Regions from separate parts of the Mus musculus genome. Here region 2 is linked to region 1. A link is a contact called in public Hi-C data. All regions are on one chromosome and are shown on one strand. Each heading gives the region's core, a stretch centred on a gene start, on an enhancer-like site or on the middle of the called end of the contact. The rest is flanking DNA. Distances are from core to core; before and after follow the strand shown. Region 1 overlaps Gm49890 (predicted gene, 49890). Region 2 overlaps Gm12602 (predicted gene 12602).

The links. Hi-C and Micro-C count contacts between places; a contact is called where the count stands out from the background.
Region 2: a contact with region 1 is called in a Hi-C map of the N1E-115 cell line, with 4 times the contacts expected there. The contact joins two enhancer-like sites. A contact is called at or near these places in 7 of 39 promoter capture datasets (the C10 cell line, the HPC-7 cell line, cranial neural crest and 4 more), 2 of 15 datasets of contacts at CTCF or cohesin (CD8 T cells and the NIH/3T3 cell line), 4 of 484 Hi-C or Micro-C datasets (B cells, the MC3T3-E1 cell line, the N1E-115 cell line and 1 more) and 11 of 115 datasets of contacts at active chromatin or transcription factors (CD8 T cells, acute myeloid leukemia, a beta-TC-6 cell line and 8 more).

The regions. Positions count from the first base shown.
Region 1 is chr4:88,926,587-88,930,677 of GRCm38.p6, reverse strand. Gm49890 (predicted gene, 49890) reads left to right here. Exons shown (of 3, transcript NR_132735.1): 2 at 2,640-2,745. Among named protein-coding and RNA genes, the nearest start is that of Gm49890, 13 kb to the left of the region's middle. Within about 2 kb of position 2,302, at least 58 of the 459 cell types and tissues checked have an H3K27ac peak or open chromatin away from gene starts, as enhancers often do. A contact at or near this core is called in the N1E-115 cell line, where this site is marked.
Region 2 is chr4:89,099,161-89,103,251 of GRCm38.p6, reverse strand. It overlaps Gm12602 (predicted gene 12602), which reads left to right. Exons shown (of 4, transcript NR_151607.1): 4 at 2,213-3,385. Among named protein-coding and RNA genes, the nearest start is that of Gm12602, 27 kb to the left of the region's middle. Within about 2 kb of position 1,806, at least 2 of the 459 cell types and tissues checked have an H3K27ac peak or open chromatin away from gene starts, as enhancers often do. A contact at or near this core is called in the N1E-115 cell line, where this site is marked.

The DNA of each region.
Region 1 (4,091 bases), core at 1,053-3,552:
GTAAGTAGGTAGAAAGTGCTTGCCTTTTAAGCATGAAGACATGAGTTCAAATCCCAGAACTCACATTTAATAATAATAATAATGATAAAAAAATCCTGCCATGGCAGTACATGTTTTTAATATAGTGAAAACAATGGCTTGTGTGATCTAAGGCATAGTGCTTCATTCCGTAGTCCAGGAAAGGACCATTTCTGTCTGTCCAAGGTGCAGGTCAAACTGTGCCAGCCAGCTCAGAGGGTGATGGCCCTAGTGAATGGCAACTGACACACACAGTCTTGGGTAAATACCTTCTGGGCACCTAGACAGCACCCAGACAGGGACCATCAGAGAGCTTATCTGGAAAGACACACAAAAGGCAGATGTTTGCACTTTACTTTTAAATTTCATATACTTGCCATAATGCATTTCACCCATAAAAGGGACGGGGACTGAGACTGCTCTGCCCCCCAGGGGCCTCTGCTCATCCCTGAAGCACAGCACTGCTTGGACCTTTAACACAGTGTGTATCCGTCCTCAGCTGCTTTAGGTCTTAGGTCTTAGGTCTTGGTCTTGGGCCGTACTCTCTGCTGACTTAGCATCTTATAAGAAGTAATTGAGAAGCTTGTGCGGCAGTATCTTTTGAGGCTACTGTCGCATCGAAAGTCTTCTGGTTCTACTTTATGTTTTAAAGACATGGGATTCATCTGCAAAGCACAGCAGATAATCTAATATTTAATGTCTATATCGTGCTCATCTCAAATGCTGGATATTTGAGGTTCCTCAATAACAGATATTTAGAGGAATGATCATCTTGGGAATTGGCATTGTTCTTCAGTTCGTTTGATCATGGTGGCCTTACCATTGAGAAAGCATGGGTTTAAGTGGAACAACTGTAAGCACCATATAGCAAGAGGACATGGGTCCAAATCGTCAGCATCCGCATACAGAGCCTGGCATGGCCATGCATACCTGTAACCTGTAACTCCAGTGTTGCAGATAGGAGGATCTGAGTAGAATTCTCTCCAGCCAGGTTAGTCTAAAGGCTGGCTTCATGTTTAGTGGGAGATGATGTCTCAAAACATAGCATTAGAACAATAGAGGAAGACACCCAACATACTTCTTTGCCCTGTGCATATGTGGTCATGAACACATGCATCTGCACACACATGTGCAAGCCCCCTACACACACACACACACACACACACACACAAACACACACACAAACACACACAGAAAATTTTAAATCTGGAAGGATCCAGATTCTCTTTGGGGCTAATGATTATCGTGGCCAGGGAAGGTAGGATATTTACCAAGGCTCCTGGAAGGGTAAATGGTAGACCCAAGAGTCTATAAATGGGTAATCTTGCCTTTCTAACACAGTAGCCTTTTTTTTTTTTTGGTGTGGAGTATTTTCTACAAAGTTATAAATAGGACCCACTGGTCACATCCCTTGTAAAAAACTGGGCCAGTATATTTTGTTTATTAAACATATTAAATAAAGCTCACCATTTAGAACTACTTGCAGAGGACCTGAAGTCAGTTCCTAGCACCCACATGGGTGCTTACAGCCATCTTTACCTCCAGTCTCCGGGGATCTGATGTTGTCTTCTGGCCTTTGTGGATACCAGGCATTCATGTGATGTGCAGGCAAACAGTTGAATGCATCTCTGTTCATTATTTACAAGAAGGGTGTTCTAAATGCTTCACATAAAGCAGGCCAGGGCTCACAACAACCCATCTATCCAGGCAGGCATTCTTACCGTCTCTGTTTTACAGAGGGCTGCAGCATGGGCTCTCTGCCTTGGTACTCCTCACATCTTGGCTGTGTGATTGGTTGTAAGAGGGAGATGGGCCCATTCACTGAACAGTGTTTAGCACCATTCCAGTTCTCTTAGCTGTGCCAACCAGAAATAGCCTCAGCTATAGCCAGACGCCCCTTGAATTGCTCCTGGTTGAGATTTACTGCTGTAAAGTTGTAACAGAGATGTGCGTTCTTAAAAGAACCTTTTTAGTGGCTTTAAGATGACTCATGGTTCTAACTGGACAAATTACACACTGCAGGCCCTGTGTCGACATATCAGAATGTACTTGTGTGGGGGTGGATATGAGTTAAACCTGACCCATATTACTCTATTTTGTAGCATTTCCTCATGTTGCTTCTAGTGAGAGCCAAAGGCCACAATTTTTGACCTGCTTTTAACTTCTTTTAATTGCCCCAATTCATGTATTGTCCCCTTGGATTTGACCCATCATACAGGGACAGTCTTACTTTTCTCTGTGTAACAGAGAACCTAACATATCTCAATTGCTTCTCAGTAAGAATTTATGTCTCAGCCAAGACTAACAGCTGCCAAGAAAAACATACCCAGTAATGAATAACTCACAAAGGTTTGGTAAAGAATAAGGAAAGTTATATGATGAAGTATATTACTAAGGTATTGGGTTTTGTTTATTCAGTGTGATAACCTGTTAGATTCACATAAGTCAAATGAGTTTGAGGTTTTTGGTCATTGTTTCTTTGTAATTTTATATTTTAGTTTCAAGAGCAGGTGGTGAGTATTGGGGGGAGAGGGGCATTGAAATTGATTGACTTAAATTCTAGCCCTGCCAAACATGCTAACCACATGACCTGTGTTTTTTTGTTTTTTCTTTTTCTAAAGGTTGGATTCCCTACCAGTAAAATGAGGTAATGATGTGAAATTGGTCACGTTGTTGAAGAGTTGAAATGAGAGATTGGGCATCAGTATCCAGCTTAGGTTCCGGCCTGTAAGTTTCCCATCTTCTTTCTTGAACCAGCTTATCTGTTAATTTTATCTTCATGCTCTTTAGCTCTAAACCAGTTTTTCTAGAGAGAAACATATCCTACAAAGTAGCTTTGTGCAGATAACTGGTGCAAGGCGTTGCCTAGAGAACAGGGTGGGGACATTGAGTACTCAAGATGGTTGGACATTGAAAGATTTATATTTAATGATAGCATGGTGGCATACGGAGGGGCCAAAGGGCCTCAGAGGGTCTATGGAGCCAAAGCCTGCCCTGTTCTTCCATTTTTAGCCAATATTTGAATGCCTGCTATGTGTTGGATGCTGTGCAAACCCTGGAGATACAAAGATGGCAAACAGAAGTTAGCTATGCTATCCCTGGTCCCTGGCGCCATAGTAATTAGTTATGTGATGTCTTCATACCGACTCCTTCCAAGTGATATGCACTACAGGGAATGGTAGTGTGGCTGGACTCTGAAAGAGTGTTGGGAAGTATAAATGCTGTCTGTCCTGGGAAAGAGATGCAGGTGGTGACAGCACAGGATTTGATAGTCCTATGCTGCAGTCTTTCAGCATGGGGGTCTGACCCACTGGGATATCACGAAGTCAGCTTTGTGGGTCTGATTTAGGGTGAATGTTATTTAAGAAATGAAAGAAGGGAGGGTAGGAAAATGTTAAAGTGAGTTGCTCACAGTGACCTCTTGCTTTGCAAAACATCGTTTTAGTCTTGAACACATTTGGTACACGTCACAATGTAGAATACCTTTCTTACAGTGATTCCTATGAAAAATGTAATCACTCCTTTCTTTCTCCCCACAACCCCTTTTGTTTTTTGTTTGCTTGTTTTGTTTTGGAATTGCATACACACTTATCTTGTTTTGTTTGTTTGTTTGTTTGCTTGCTTTCCCCCCCCCCCGCCCCCTTGGTGTTTTTGTTATTTTTGTCTTTTTTTTTCCCTGGAGCTGAGAACCAAACCCAGGGCCTTGTGCTTGCTACACAAAAGCTCTACCACTGAGCTAAATCCTCAAACACATTTACTAGTTTAAGTCCTGTTAATAGAAAGGCTGAGCAGCTTGTTTATCTTGGCAGCCATCCTTCAGCACTTCAAGTGTGCTGTCATGAGCACCTCTGTGGAGAGAATGTGGACTTCAGTAAGTTCTTGGAGGAGGCAAACAGTCATGCATTTACACACCTAGGCACCAGAGTGGTGGGTTCTGATTTACAGCCACAAGGCCTGATTGTCTTGTCACACAGCAAGAATGTTTTGAAGCATGGTCAAAAGCAAGCACAGAAGGCAGATGCAGTGCCACATATCATGTGCTGGGAACAAGACCACTGTCCAGGATTAGGAGC
Region 2 (4,091 bases), core at 557-3,056, 170 kb before region 1:
TCTGCCCACTACAGCTTCCTTGGGGATTATGCCTGCCCAGACTCACAGAAATACTGACTAGGGTTTCCTTAGCAATAGAAAACCCCTACTAGGTTATAAACACAAGCTATTGATGCTTCAGGGTGGTGTCATGAAATTATATGGAAACATGTTTAGTGATTCTTGTGGCAAAATGGTATAAAATATCTCTGTTATTGTTATAACAAATCAATACAAATCAATCAAAACAAATATTAACAATGAAAAGCACAGTCTAATTATGTAATAAGGGAGGAAGAGAGGAATGAGGAAAGGAAAAGAAGAGAGAGGAAAGGAAAGCAAGAGAGATCAATAGAGAGAGTCAGACAGAGTCACAGAGAGAGAGAGAGAGAGAGAGAGAGAGAGAGAGAGAGAGAGAGAGCATGAATATGCACAGCCATTATCTTACCAGGTAAGGCAAGCACTCACTTGCAGAACATGTTCCTGTGATATAATTTAACCTCTTGCATAAATGCATGTTTTCGCATTTCAAAAACAATTTCAGCATTTATTCTTTTATACTATCAGTTCATTGAGAGTTTTGTACATGTGTTTTGATCACCTCTTCCTCTAATTTCTCATTTGGATGTTGAGTTATCCACTCATCCTCTTGTTTTTTTAACAAATATTTATTGATCACCTACCATGTGTGATGGCTGCAAAGAGGAAGAGAGGCAGGGTGACTGAAGGCTAATGATGTCAGCTCCAGCTGGCTTCAGAGGCAGACAAGAGTATTAACAACTCCCACAAGCTCAGTACGGTGGCTCAGGTCCATAATCCCAGCCCCTGTGGGACTGAAGCAGAAGGATTGTTGAAAGTTTGAGTTCAGCCTGGGCTACATAGTGAGTTTAAGGCCAGTGTCCCAATCCTGCCTTGACCAAACAAAATCAAACAAACAAAAAGCAGAGCGGTGATTGGGGTTGAAATCAAGGATGGCCACAGTGGGATTTTTGATGGGGTTTTGTTGTTGTAGGAAGCTGCTGAAGTTTTAGACTATGTTCAAACAATGAAAACTCAGCCTCATCCTCTGTCACCAATGCTTCTTTTCGTATGGAGTCCCACTGAGCTGTATGATTGGCAAGGCCATGTTAGATCCCAGGGGTGTGGATGTGCAGAAAAAGTTGGGGGACATGGACTAAGAGGATGTACAGATTCTGAAGAATATTGAGGAAAACCTAGAGGATATCATTGAGCAGAAACAATCTTTGCTCCTTTTTGAGAATTAAGAAGGTTGTTAGTCCAGAGGCAAACAACACAGAAATTATAACATGCAGTGGTATGGGAAAAGAAAGAAAATGGTTATATTCCGGAAACACCAAGGTGTTCTATACTTACTGCTGCTGGTGTGTGTGTGTGTGTGTGTGTGTGTGTGTGTGCTGTGTGTGTGTGCTGTGTGTGTGTGCTGTGTGTGTGTGCTGTGTGTGTGTGTGCGTGTGTGCACATAAGTAGACCAGTGGGCCAGATCTGCTTAATAACGCAACCTGGGACTAAGGTTTGATGGGAAGTGTGCATTTTACCACTTTTTTATTCTCTTTTTTAGATGAATAATGTTAATAGTCTCATAATCAATCCTTTATCCACAGTCAAATTGCAATTAAGAATAGCCTGACTTAAAATACCATCACATTGGCTTCTCTCCCACCCATCTCCTTTTCTGGACAACTGAATTTCAGACATTAATATGAACCAGTGACTGAAAAAAATCCCCTCTGTCAACCTGTTTATCTTGTTAGTGCCACGAATAATCAAATTCAATTGAATTAACTAAGCTGCAACACACTGTCAAAAGCCATTAGCGATGTAAGAGCCTCAGGCCATGAAGAACTCTTCCTGTGTATCTTTAAGAGTTTTTCTCATGAAAGGAGAAGCTCAAAATAAAGGAAACAATATGTTTCATTTACAAGCTCAGAGTCTTTCAGGGTTAGGGTCAGCCTACTAACTACGGTTTAATTATTTTCTTCTCTTCCTTGAAGTTAGGAGCATCATTTTCTACTTAATTTTTCAAGTACAAGGTTTTCTTGTTGAGATTAAAAATCATGCTGTATCATGCAGTTTATTTTTCAAGGGGAGGGAATGTGGAACCACGGTAAAAACTAATAGGCGAATCAGTACAGAATGGTCCCCTCTGCCGTTTGAGAGAGATTTTGCCCTCTCCCTGGAGCCTCTGTGATAGTTTTTTTTTTTTTTTTTTCAGGTTCAATAGCATCACACAGTTGCCAGTTTCACGAAGTTTCTCAGTTAAAATGGTCGTCTACTGAAATTAACAAGGTGCCAATGACTCATGGGATTGTCAGGAGTAGAAAACATTGGAAGAGCTAAAACAGAAAGAAACAAACAGACCGCCCCCAACCCTTGCCACATCCCAAACAAAACATCTGTTGGTGAGACACAAATGGACCTGCACTTAAACAATTTCATGCTACTTGCAGCTGAAGAAGGAAGTTGCAAACTAAAGAGACATATGATACCTTCTTATTTAATAACTTCTAGAATGCCAAGAGAATAGAGATTATTTATCCCACCTGATGAGTTCTCCATATGGGGACTGTCCCTGTTGAAATGGTCAACCAAGCTGGATACACAAGATACAGAAGCTCACATATCACTACACGCCCTTCTCCTTTGCACATAATTATCTCAGTCATGTGGTATCCATGGGTGGAAGTGAGTGGGATGAAAACAGGGAAAGAAAGGGGAGGGGCTTAGTGCTTCCTATCTCTCCATTCTCACAAAGGCTAGAGGACCACACTGACTGTGCCTAGGCACGCCAGGAGTTCCTATGCCTCAGGGCTTCTGATTCTTCCCAGTGAAGTTGGTAGAAGGGCATGAGGTCTGGTTTTAAGGGAGTCATCTTACAGTCAAGATTTAGGTAAATCCTTTAGGTTTAATCTTGATCTCTGTTTAGAAAATGTACCGTGTTCTTCAGTGGCTAGCTTGGAGAGTTCTGTTTGCTACGAGCACTGCCAAGGGTCCTTAAACATTACTTAGGTGTTTCCCAGGAGATAATGCCTTAACACATTTAGTGTAGGTACAGAGGAAATAGATGGCAGGTTATCCAGGTTATATTATGGGAGCCACCCTGAATGGCCCTGATTATCTTCTTTGCCACGAGTCTATGATGACATCTGGGAATGTCTTAGACCTGGTTTCCCAACTTAAATATCCAGAATGGTCTTTTATCTCTGGGCTTATGAACAAAATCGAGGACTTACTGAAGTAACTGAAGGTATGCATTGGAGTGAAACCCGAGTTCCCACTATCTTAAGCACAATGACTTTTACAAATTTCAAGTAAAAACTTGCAGAATTTCTTTAAAAGTTTTTCTCTTTCTTTCTAATTGGTGGATTAATAAATGACGTTTAGTAGTATCTTGTTTGGTGCTATTTTGTTTGCTTTTCATTTAAAAATACACGTCCCCAAATTTTTCATCTGTATGACCCTTACTATCACCAATTGACCTTCACTAAGATGGTCAATTCTTTGTATGTTGGTTTCAGTAATGACAAAAACCTTTGGTCATTGAAGGATTTTATTATGGTCTTTACGAAGTGTATTGAAAGAAAGGGACAGGCCATCACTCTGTTGGTCTCTGCACTATCCAGAATGGCTTGTCTGGCTTACTCTAAGACGACTCCTGTCGGGAACATCTTTTCATGTAAGAGCTAGGGGATATTATTAAATTTTTCCCTTGTTTGGTGGAGGAATAACTGTGTTTGAATTGAATGGATCTTCCACCTGGTGGAAGCTTGAACGTTGAGATATAGCCTGTGTAGACACAATGAAGTTTCTTCTCTGGCTGTTTTGGAGGCTCTGGGAATATCTGAAACATTCTAAAATATGCTCCAAGTGTGTGTGTGTGTGTGTGTGTGTGTGTGTGTGTGTGTGTGTGTGTGTTTAAACACAAGGAATAGTTTAATAACCACATTCTGGTATTTCAAGAAGAAATAAATTTTGTAATCAAACAATCTTCAAGAATAAACAAACAGGGGCTGGCAAGATGGCTCAGTGGTTAAGAGCACTGACTGCTCTTCCAAAGGTCCTGAGTTCAAATCCCAGCAACCACATGGTGGCTC